Regions from separate parts of the Sus scrofa genome. Here all the other regions are linked to region 3. A link is a contact called in public Hi-C data. All regions are on one chromosome and are shown on one strand. The core of a region is the stretch at or near the end of the contact, and the rest is flanking DNA. Distances in the headings are between cores, read along the strand shown. Region 1 holds the start of TNIK (TRAF2 and NCK-interacting protein kinase). Region 2 holds the start of NCEH1 (neutral cholesterol ester hydrolase 1). Region 3 holds the start of FNDC3B (fibronectin type III domain-containing protein 3B).

What was found. Hi-C and Micro-C count contacts between places; a contact is called where the count stands out from the background.
Region 1: a Hi-C map of liver shows a contact between it and region 3, with 7 times the contacts expected there. The contact joins the promoter of TNIK here to the promoter of FNDC3B in region 3. A contact is called at or near these places in 2 of 47 Hi-C or Micro-C datasets (liver and skeletal muscle) and 1 of 2 datasets of contacts at active chromatin or transcription factors (alveolar macrophages).
Region 2: a contact with region 3 is called in a Hi-C map of alveolar macrophages, with 3 times the contacts expected there. The contact joins the promoter of NCEH1 here to the promoter of FNDC3B in region 3. A contact is called at or near these places in 2 of 47 Hi-C or Micro-C datasets (alveolar macrophages and embryonic fibroblasts).

The regions. Positions count from the first base shown.
Region 1 is chr13:110,050,640-110,054,197 of Sscrofa11.1, reverse strand. It overlaps TNIK (TRAF2 and NCK-interacting protein kinase), which reads left to right and starts at 1,853. Exons shown (of 30, transcript XM_021071173.1): 1 at 1,853-2,339. The coding sequence starts at 2,283. LOC106507999 (a long non-coding RNA gene) reads right to left here and starts at 1,722. Exons shown (of 6, transcript XR_002338109.1): 1 at 1,109-1,722; 2 at 1-3.
Region 2 is chr13:111,205,468-111,208,854 of Sscrofa11.1, reverse strand. It overlaps NCEH1 (neutral cholesterol ester hydrolase 1), which reads left to right and starts at 1,570. Exons shown (of 5, transcript NM_001243484.1): 1 at 1,570-1,829. The coding sequence starts at 1,692.
Region 3 is chr13:110,586,061-110,589,785 of Sscrofa11.1, reverse strand. It overlaps FNDC3B (fibronectin type III domain-containing protein 3B), which reads right to left and starts at 2,322. Exons shown (of 26, transcript XM_021069801.1): 1 at 2,106-2,322.

The sequences.
Region 1 (3,558 bases), core at 604-3,103, 540 kb after region 3:
AATCTAGATAAAAAAGGCACAGAGAAGGGAAAAATAAGGACAATGAGAAATAACAGGTTTTTTTTTTTTTTTACCTCATTTCGACATTACTTGGTGGCTTGCTGCAGTTACTACCTTGAGCTGGATGATTTTATTAGAGAATGAGAGATCAAATCTAATGTTTTGAGGAGCTCCGTTGTGGCAGAGCAGAAACTAATCTGACTAGCATCCATGAGGATGCAGGTTCGATCCCTGGCCTTGCTCAGTGGGTTAAGGATCCGGTGTTGCCATGAGTGTGAGTGGTGATGTAGGTCACAGATGGGGCTCCGATCTGGGGTTGCTGTGGCTGTGGTGTAGGCCAGCAGCTACAGCTCGGATATGACTCCCAGCCTAGGAACCTCCAAATGCCATGGGTGCAGCCCTAAAAAGACAAAAAACAAAAAGAAAAAACTAATGTTTTGAATATCACATATTCCAACGTTTGAATGGCCGTAACTCCTAGAAATGTTGTGATCACTGAGATGTTGGAACAATTTTCAAGTTTCATCATATGCACAATGCATATTAATAAACACAAGATTATTAACAAAAACAGCAGAGCGCATACCGAACGTTTGAAAATCTGATATCTGCAGTCTTGATGAACTAACTGCATTGGCTCCCATTCATTCATCTAAAAGCTTATTCTGAAGCTGATATTCACACTACTCGATTTAAAAACCCTCAGGGCATTTGGCTAGAAGAAAATTCTCTTCTTAAAGGAGGTGGAGAAAATGCTTTCAAAGCTACCGCTGTATTGGGGGAAAAGTTCAATTTTAGCATTTCATCCTATGGATTTCGCGTGGACAAGGCCAGAGAGGAAGGGCTGTGCGAGGGGACTGGGGGAAATGACTTCACACTCCAGATTACAGAATATCATGTTTACCACTGTAAACGTTCAGCCTTTAGAGGAGAAAGAGGGTGGAGGGGAATCGCTCTCAGCCGTAGGTCTTCTGTGTTACATCTTAGCCGACAGCCAAACTTTCTCTATCAGTCTGGGTAGGTCAGCAGCGGAAAAGCCTCCTGAAAGGAAAATGCTGGGTGCTAAGGCGGCGCGTGCTGCCTTAGCCAGTGTTGGCTTCGGAGTTACCTGAAGCAGTCAAGTCACTGCACCCGGAGAAAAATTCTCGTTTCAATTCGGTCGTTTCCGTGCGGGAATTGCGGCATGGGTAGGTTCTGGGTGTGGCGAGGCCCAAAGGAAGCTCAGATCTGCTAGCTTTCCCGCTTCTGGCAAACCTTCCTAACCCTGAGGCGGCGAGTGACCTGCCCTCGATAACTGCCCTCCGGGATCCCGGGGGCCCTGGCGGTCTCGACCCAGCGGCAGTTGCAATTTGGAGAAGCCCGGGGCTGGGCGCCCTGCGAGAGTGCGCGTCTCCCCGATTTGTTCCGCGGCTGGAGGCGGATCCTCTTCCCTCCACACAAGTCCTTATATGCACCGGTTGCACCAGCCCGCGCTACTCCAACCCCACAAATAATTAATGGGGGAGGGAGGGCATCGCTCTTTTCTTTTTTCCCTTCTGGATTTTTTTTTTTCAGCGCTAAAGCAATTGAACCCTGCCGAGAACCCCTCAAAATGAGACTGAAGGGCCATTTTGCTGCAGCGCACGAACTGGACACACGAAAATAAAGCCCCCTTGTCCCTACGATAAGCGAGGCATGGTTCAGGAACAGCTTTTCAGAACCAGCCCGATTAGCCTGCAAATGCCTGGGCTGAAAGGGTGAGTGCCCCTCCCCCACCCACGTTGGTGCAGAGGGACCGGGTCAGGAAGCGCGGCCTCTCCCGAGTCGGAGACCACGCCTCCTCCACCTCCCCCACCCCCACCTCCTCCTTTACTCCTCCCAGGAAGCGGTGATAGACAGTTCTGTGTGGTTCTCCACGCCCCCCCCCACCCCAGCTGAGTGGAGGAGTTGATGTGTCTCATTATAACAGCCAATGCAGCCGCCATCCACGCACAAGCAAAGAAGCATGTCCCATTTAAATACACCCACGCAGCCCCAGCGCCCTTAGCCGATCAGGGCGCGCAGCCCACACGCACCGCGGCTCCGGGCTTGGAGATCCGTGCAGGTTGGGCTCCCGGACTAGTGGACCGACGCGCGGAAGATCGCGTTCAGGCGCTGTGGGGCCGGGGTGGGCGGGGGAGGCTGGGCCCCGGGCCTCTGGCTCCACACCCGCATGAGGACGCGAGTGAAATAGACCAAGGTGGAATTTCTAAGGGAGAAGCTTCGGGGTGGTTTTGGTCCATTTCTCCCGCGAAGAAGTCGACATGGCGAGCGACTCCCCGGCTCGCAGCCTGGATGAAATCGATCTCTCGGCTTTGAGGGTGAGCAGAACATGTTTTCCGATTTCTTTCCAGTGTTTTGGGTCACGGTGAATTGAATGGGCTCCGTGTGTGTACTGGGGCTGTGGCTGGTGGGCAGAGACGGGCGAATGCGACGCGAGGGAACCTGGGTTCTAATTTTGATTCGGGGATCTGCTGAGGTGTTCCTGGCTAGCCCCCCACGGCAGGGGCTGTACGGTTCGTGTCCACCTTCGGTGGTAGCCAAGGCGCTCCCAAGAACGCGTGGAGATTATGCCAGTTTCATCTTAGACCGGTGTAAGAGCATTAAAAGGAAAGGCTCGTGTGTGTGTGTGTGTGTGTGTGTGTGTGTGTGTACAAGCCCCGGACGGTCGTCTAGTGCCAAGGCTCTAGATCCCACTATCTCTTTCTGCAAAAAGAATAACAGCGTGAATAAAGGCACTGGCCCCTCACGTTTTTCGGCTACCTCCAAGATGACATTGTGAGCCTGGCTGTCCCCACGAAGCCGAACCTGCCGCTCCAAGGGGACAGCTATTGCTATGCTGGTTTTGTAGATGGCACCTGCCTCCCCTCTTCCCCCTTTTCTGCCATTGGTGCCCAGACTCCCTCTCAGCGCTATCCTAAATGCCGGTCTGCCACTCACCTTTATTTATGGTTTTAACTCAGCCCTGCCTATGCCTTCTGACTTTGTGGCTATGACATTTCAGTTTTATGGCTGAACTTAAGCAGGTGAAAGGGATGTGTTCTCTGCTTTGCCCCCATCAGACCGGAACTCCTAGGAGAGAGAGGGAGAGAGAGTGTGTGTGTGTGTGTTTTCTCCGTGTCTGTGGCCAGTCCTTTGTAAAGCACCTGTCTCCCCCCAGCTCCCCTGGTTTGCATTTATCCTCACGTGAATTGCCTCAGACGCCGTTTCATTGTATTGACTAAGACATCACTGATATAGAATCCATTTTGCTGTTGTTTTGAGATCAGAATACCAGGAATCCTAGTGCAGCCTCGACGCCTCCCCACCCCCACCCCCCAATCCCAACACACTCCTTCAGGGAAGGGGGCAGAGCTTTCTTGCCATATTAATTAGATGCTGCCTGCTTGCCGGGAAGGGGGTGAGGGTTGGGGGGGGTGGCAGCAGCAGCGGGGGTCTCAGAAGGATTGGCCACCAATGTAAGCACGGCTTTTTCCTCTCTCGAATCAAAAATGAAATTAAAAAGAAAAAAGCGACTGTATATACTTGAAGCAAGGAGGA
Region 2 (3,387 bases), core at 321-2,820, 620 kb before region 3:
CGTGGCTCAGCGAAAACAAAACTGACTAGGATCCATGAGGATAATAGATTCTATCCCTGGCCTTGAGGATTAAGGATCCAGAGTTGCCGTGAGCTGTGATGTAGGTCACAGAGGCGGTGTTGCTGTGGCTGTGGTGTAAGCCAGAGGGTACAGCTCCGATTTGACTCCTAATCTGGGAACTTCCATATGCTATGGTGTGGCCTCAAAAGACAAAATAAAATTAATGTTTTCTGGAGTTCCCATCGTGGCTCAGTGGTTAACAAATCTGACTGGGAACCATGAGGTTGCGGGGTCGATCCCTGCCCTTGCTCAGTGGGTTAGGGATCTGGCATTGCTGTGAGCTGTGGTGTAGGTTGCAGACGTGACTCAGATCGCATGTTGCTGTGGCTCTGGTGTAGGCCGGTGGCTACAGCTCCGATTCGACCCCTAGCCTGGGAACCTCCATGTGCCGCAGGAGCGGCCCAAGAAATGGAAGAAAGACAATAAATAAATAAATAAAATAAAATTAATGTTTTCTTCCAAACTTTGAATGGTAAACCAACTTTCTCCCAATAATTTCTTCAGTCCCAAATTATTTCACTGATTTGAATTTAAATTTAAATTACTATATCACAGTGCAAAATTATAGGTACCAAGTGTTTTAAGGCCTTGATCAGTAAGTTTGGAGTTATTCTCTAACCACCTCCTTAAAACTGTTCTCCAGTTTTTTCCTTCTGGATCCTTACTTGTAATTCTGCTCATGAAGTTCTCTCACATTCTATATCCACCCTTCTCCCCTATCTTTAATAGGAAATCTGGATTCAAATTCTTTTTTGCTTCCATGGACCCACTGAAAGAATTTTTTCACATGTTATTTCCCCATTTATTTATATTAGTGTAGACTCCTGAATATTTATTGTATTCACTTATTATAATCTATTATTATTTATTTTGATGATAAAAATTGCCCCAGCTTTAGCCATTGGGAGATCCTTCAAGATGCCGCAAGTGTCCATTTGACTAGTTCCCATCTTTTTTTAGCACCTTCTCTTCCAGAACAACATATTCATCCTATACTTTCCCTGTCCCAGCCCTGTAATCAGCCTTTTCTCTGGCCAAGAGTCGTGATTCCTTCTATTAGAGAATAAGATCTGGAAACCAGGATTTGGGTGCTAGTTGTACAAGTGGCTTATAGCTTGAGCTATACAAATTTATTATATTATTTTCCCCCACAAATCAGCTAGAGTTTACATTCCCTTGAAAATGTTTGTAGAAGACAGTGAATTTTTATTATCTTTCTCATATCAGACTCCATTTTGAGTCAGAATGGCCTGCGTGCTTTGGACAGACATAAACTCATCACACCGAAACTATTCTGGGCATGTTTCCCTTTGGGAATCTTCAGGAAGAAATCCTTGGTCACAGGCGTGCAGTACCGGCCTATGTCCTCCAGAGTCCGCTGTGCTACACCCAGCACAGCCCCAGAGCTTTCTCAAACCTGCATCCTCTACAATACTTTGCAAGGACACCTCTTTGCGTAGAGGGGGCGCGTCAGCTCTCTGACTTCCTCCCGACGCCGCCTCTGATAGGCTTCTGGGCAAATAAGAAACCAGTGAATGAGCTGCAGGCCTTTAGAAAAACTTGCCTCAGGCCCTTGGGTGGATTGCCCTTTTCTCCTTGTCAGCCGGGCGGGATAGCCAAGCCGGTAGAGGATGAAGTCGTCTTGTGTCCTGCTTACCGCCCTGGTGGCGCTGGCCGCCTATTACGTCTATATCCCCCTGCCTAGCTCCGTGTCCGATCCCTGGAAGCTGAGGCTGCTGGACGCCGCTTTCCGGAGCGCACAGCAAGTGGTGAGACGCAGCACATCGCTGATTCTCTCTCCCTCCTCTTAAGCAGTATTTAAAGGGGGAAACAGAATTTCCAGACTTTGTCCCACGAGAATTTGTATTTTTCTAACGCGATGAGGCAGTTGCTTTTTAAGGTGGTTCAGGCCGGCATTTTCAGGGTGTCGCATTCCCCTCCTTGCTAGCAGCGGGCTGGATCTGTGTCTCTTCGTCTGTGTTGGGAACGGACAAGGTGAAGTTCTGGAATAGAATTTGACTCCTGTTTAATACTTCGTCTTTTCTAAATGTCTCCATTCTTTCTGGGTTTGCAGCGCCAAAAACCAGTTTTACAGCATTTTATAAACCACCCCTTCCCCATTTCTGTTCACCCGTAGGGGGCGGCGGACAGTGAGTTAAGTGTTTTATTAGGAAGGTTCTGGGAAAAACAGTCACTGGTTACTGGGAATGCGGCCACCTTAAAAGCCGACTTGGGCAAGGGCGATCTCCCAGCATCCTGGCAATGGAGCCCTCCATTACCAGGGGCAGCAGGCAAGGCTCCTCCAAACACTTGGGGAACAACACAGATCTAGCATTTCATGCGTGGCACTCATAAGCCCAGCCCAGGAAAGGAGGCTAAGAGGCCTGGCTGGCTGGCTGGAGGCCAGATTTGTGGAGGTGGTAGCAGCAGGTGTTTGCATAATGCATTTGTTTTCTGCCTACCCTGAAACGTTTAGTTTATGTCCTTGACTGTAGAGGAAATAACCTTTGCCTGAGCCAGGATACCTTGGCTTACCCTGGCATGATCACATTTCTCTCTACTATATCATGGGTGTGTATTTCTTTAACTCCATAGACAGGAAAATGTAACTTTCTGGTTTATTCTATGTCAGAGACATTGTTAGTGCCAGAAATCCAAACTCTAAACTACAATCTGTAGTCAAGGCTTAGCCCTATAATTGAACAGTATTTCTGAGCAGCCTACTCTATCTAAACTTTTAACCCTCCTCCAAAACCAAGTCTCCTCCCTTCCCCCAACCTTGGGCTTTGGTCTTAGATTATTTTTGTAAACTCCTTTCAAGAATGACAACTAGAGGAGTTCTCTTTGTGGCTCAGTGGTTAATGAATCTGATTAGGAACCATGAGGTTGTGGGTTGATCCCTGGCCTTGCTCAGTGGATTAAGGATCTGGCGTTGCCATGAGCTGTGGTGTAGGTCACAGATGCAGCTCAAATCCTGCTTTGCTGTGGCTGTGGCGTAGGCCGGCAGCTACAGCTCTGATTGGACCCCTATCCTGGGAACCTCCATATGCTGCGGGTTCGGCCCTAGAAAAGGTAAAAAGCCAAAAAAAAAAAAAAAAGGAAAAGAAAAGAATGACAACTAGAGAAGGAGAAAAAAAAAACATGATTTTCTTAGAGGGTTAATTTTCTTTTTCCACAATTATTCTAATTGTAGGATTATATAGTCTCTGAGGCCTTGACCAATCAAAGAGCCCCTTAACTAGGATATCATAGCACATTCCTAGGAGGACTTTGCTTTTCTTGAATCCAGCCACATTTTCCACTTCCAAGTCCCCTCTTGTCTCTTAG
Region 3 (3,725 bases), core at 1,073-3,572:
TATAACCTTACAGGTAAGGTCCCCTTGCAGGACCAGGACCAGAAACATGCCCAAAGACTTTACCCTGGCTAACAGCTGCTCCTCGGGAGCCAGGAAATTTACTGAACGCTTATTCCACCAAGGCCGCCTCCAATCAGGGGGAACCAAGAGCCCCTATACAAGGCAGAAAACCACGGGCTGTTCTTGGCTGTGGCTGCGGACATCTTCCCTCGGGCGCTGTCTAGGGCCCCAGAGTCACAGCTCTAACTTGAGAGAGAAGAGCAACTCAGGCAGTAGAAATCAGAACAGTGGTGCCTTTTTTTTTTTTTTTCCCCCCCAGAGCGTGCATTTTTGCCCAAGGCCTGAAGCCTCAAAAAAAAAAAAAGTGTTATTCCAGAGCAGATTCCTTTTCTTCCGGGTCTGTCTGCTCCCTCTCTTTACCCACAACCACTGTGCCTCCCCTTTTCCCAATGCCCCACCTCTCTCCAGTTTAAAAAAAAAAAGAGGGGTGGGGGTGATATATTCCCTCTTCCTTAGCTTTCCCTAGCAGGGCCTGGAAGCTGGAGGAAATTCAAATCAAATTAACTGCACATTAAAAAATAAACAGACAAGCCATCAGGGGGGTGCCCACCCAACAAAAGACTTCGCCCGTTCCAAAATATGATTAAGCCTGTGTGGAAGAGAGGGAGGGAGATTAGAAACTAACAGGGATGGAGAGAGAAACGCGTGGATCTGGGGCCCCAGCGTCGGCCCATCGCAGCCAAATTCCAAATTTTGTTTCAAGAACTTGCTGGACTGAAGAGAACAGAAATTAAAGTTTTTCCTTTCAAGAAAGTCCGCAAACGGTAATGTCTGGATAAACTGCCATTGCTTTCCCTCCGTCAGGAACAGCAGAGTAGGTGGTGAGGTTCGAAAAGCTCCAACCCCAACCGCGCACTCCTGGAAGCCTCCCGCCAACGGCGCCGCCAGGCAGCCCAGCCCCGTCTCCAGGGACACTGGGCCCGGGTGCTCCGGATCCCACCGGGCGCCCAGACCGGACCTTTGGGAAACTTCGCGGGCATAGCCGGAGGCCCCACTTTCGCCCAGAATGACAGGCCCTTCCCACGCCGGCAGGCCCCCGCCGCGCCGAGAGCACCAGACGGTCCGCGCACCCCTCCCGGCCGCCTCGGGGCGCGGATTCCTCCCGCCCGCCCCACCCCCGGCCCGGGCGCCCCTTGGGGTGACCCACTGACCGGAGCTACGCTGGCCCACACACCGGGTCGCCCGCTCCTTCCCGCCGTGCCCCACTCCCCCGCCCGAGCTTCCAGCCTCTAGGCTCGCCGAGTCCAGCCGCGGCCGCCGGTTACCGCCCCCAGCCCGGGGGGAGCCCGGGGGGCAGGACGGGGAGGGAGGACGTGGCGCGCACTGAGGTGGCCAGCGGCTAGGCGGGGAGTGTCCCGGGGAGGCCTGGCCTGGGCGGGGGGCCGGTGCGGGCTCGGGACCCTCCCTGTGTGCATCCAAGGGTCGGAGGTCCTGGCCCGCCCCGCCTGGCGCAGAGAGGCGGCCCCAACTTCTAGCCCCTCTTTGCACGCCCGCCCTCCTCCCTTTACCATATGGAAATCTACAGCCTCAGAAAGTGACACGTCGAAGATTCCTCGGCCTCTCCGCCCGCCCTCCCCCTCCTGGGCAGCGTTCCTGCCGCGGAGATTCCGGGAGGGGGAGCGGATTCCTCGGACAAAATCTGCTGGGAAGGCTGGGGAGGGCGAGGGGGGGAGGGAAAGCCCGGGAGCCACTGCCCAGATATTTTTTCCCCGATCAAGAAGAATCTACCCGTTTCTTTCCTTCCTCCAAGCCTTCACCAGCTGGGGGGACGAGCGGGGACCCGGAGCCCAGTAAGACGCGGCCCCAAAGGGGAGGCCGACCCCCTCCTGGGCCCCGTGTTCCCGGGGTGCCCAGAGGAGCGCGGGGCGCTCAGGCACTCTGGCGCCAAGTTTTCTCGGGAAGTCTGGCGCGCCCGGAGCGCTCCGGGACAGGCAAGCACTTTGGCGGACTCAGCGTCCGGCTGGGGCTTTCCAGCGCGCTGGGACCCCAGCGGCTGAGACGCGGGGTCCGGATCCCCTCCAGTCTCCTGCTCCTGCACGCCTTACCTTCCCTCGGGCTGAAACGCGGGGCTCCGGGCGCGCCACACACCGGGTCTACCACGCCTTCCCAGCCGCCAGCCCCGAGGATCCCTGCCGCCCCTTTGCTGCTCCCGCCGCCGCCGCCGCCACCGCTCTCCTCCGCCTCCGGCCGCAGCCGCCGCTCAAATAACTACCAGGAGGGTTAGATGGGGGATTCCGCCATGTCAATGATGTCGGGACCACATGGGGATTTGAGGCCCGCCCACTGCCGTAATCTGCCGAGTATAACCGCCGTTTTAAGTAAAGATTCGCAGGAACTATGGGATCCTCCTTCCCCACTAGGCCTGCATAACTATCCTAAAACTCTTTTTGGTTCAGCCAGAATAACGTAAAGGCTTAGGGAACGAGCAACTCCTGAAAGGCGAAGACTTCATGTTCTGCAAATGATTGCAACATCAATATAAATGCAGTGTCTGCTAAGTAATAATCAGAGTTGAGACTGACATTTTTTCATGTATTAACTTTTTTAAAAATCCCCACAACCTTGTGAGCTATTTTGTCACCTCCCTTCTCTGTTTCCCATAGAACTTTGTTCATATGGTTTATACAGCGTGAACAGATTATATCAAAGTTCAGTACCCAATATGCGCTCACAAGAGCAGAGACTCTTTATTCATATCTGTATTTCTGTATCAAACATAGAACAACGCGAAGGCCACAACAGCTTTCATTAAGTAATTGCTAAGTTTATATTAAGTCAAATGTCATGTCTCAGAAATTCCTGCCCTGGCTCAGTGGAAACTAATCTGGTTAGCATCTATGAGAAGGCAGGTTCCATCCCTGGCCTCGCTTAGTGGGTTAAGGATCTGGCAACGCGGTGAACATGATGTAAGTTGCCGACATGGCTCAGATCTGGCGTTGCCGTCGCAGAGGCGGGCAGCTACAGCTTCGATTCACCCCTAGCCTGGGAACCTCCATAGGCTGCAGGTGCGGCCCGAAGAAAGAAAAAAGAACAAAAAAAGTCATGTATCCTGTCGTACAGACTCAAAATGGTTATCAGACTGCATCCCATCCCACCTTTCAAATTATCCAGGGAAACAAGTAGAAGTTATCCCAGAGAGGCCACCTTCCTTTTTAGCTTCCCAGGTATTCGAAATAATCACATTTAGCCTCAATTGTTAGCCTACAAAGCAGAAGTAGGTAGTAACCAGGAGGCAACCTATTACTCTCATTGACCTAAAAAATATATAACAACCATTTATCAAATAAAGTTATTGTACAAAGTACTGCATTAAAGCCAGAAGAATATAAAAGAATACTGAGAAATAGCTCCTTTCCCTGTGGAATTTGCAATTCTTTTTTGGAGATGAGGGGGATAATGGCAAATCCAGACAAGTGGGGTCCTCCCTGGCTTATAAATCCTAACCAGCTTCTTTCCCCAAATATTCGCAAAGGGTGTCTTGAAGCCATCTTTCTAGAACATGGTTCCAATCCTAGGTCATAGTTCTGCATTGGAAGAGTTGTGGGGAAGCAGAGGTTCTCCAGCTCCTGCCTCAGTGTCTCACTTGTTCCTGAGCCCTGGCCTCCAATCCAGCTGAATTCATATATTTTAATCACCTCTGCCCCTCTGTCTGAAGCATACTTTTT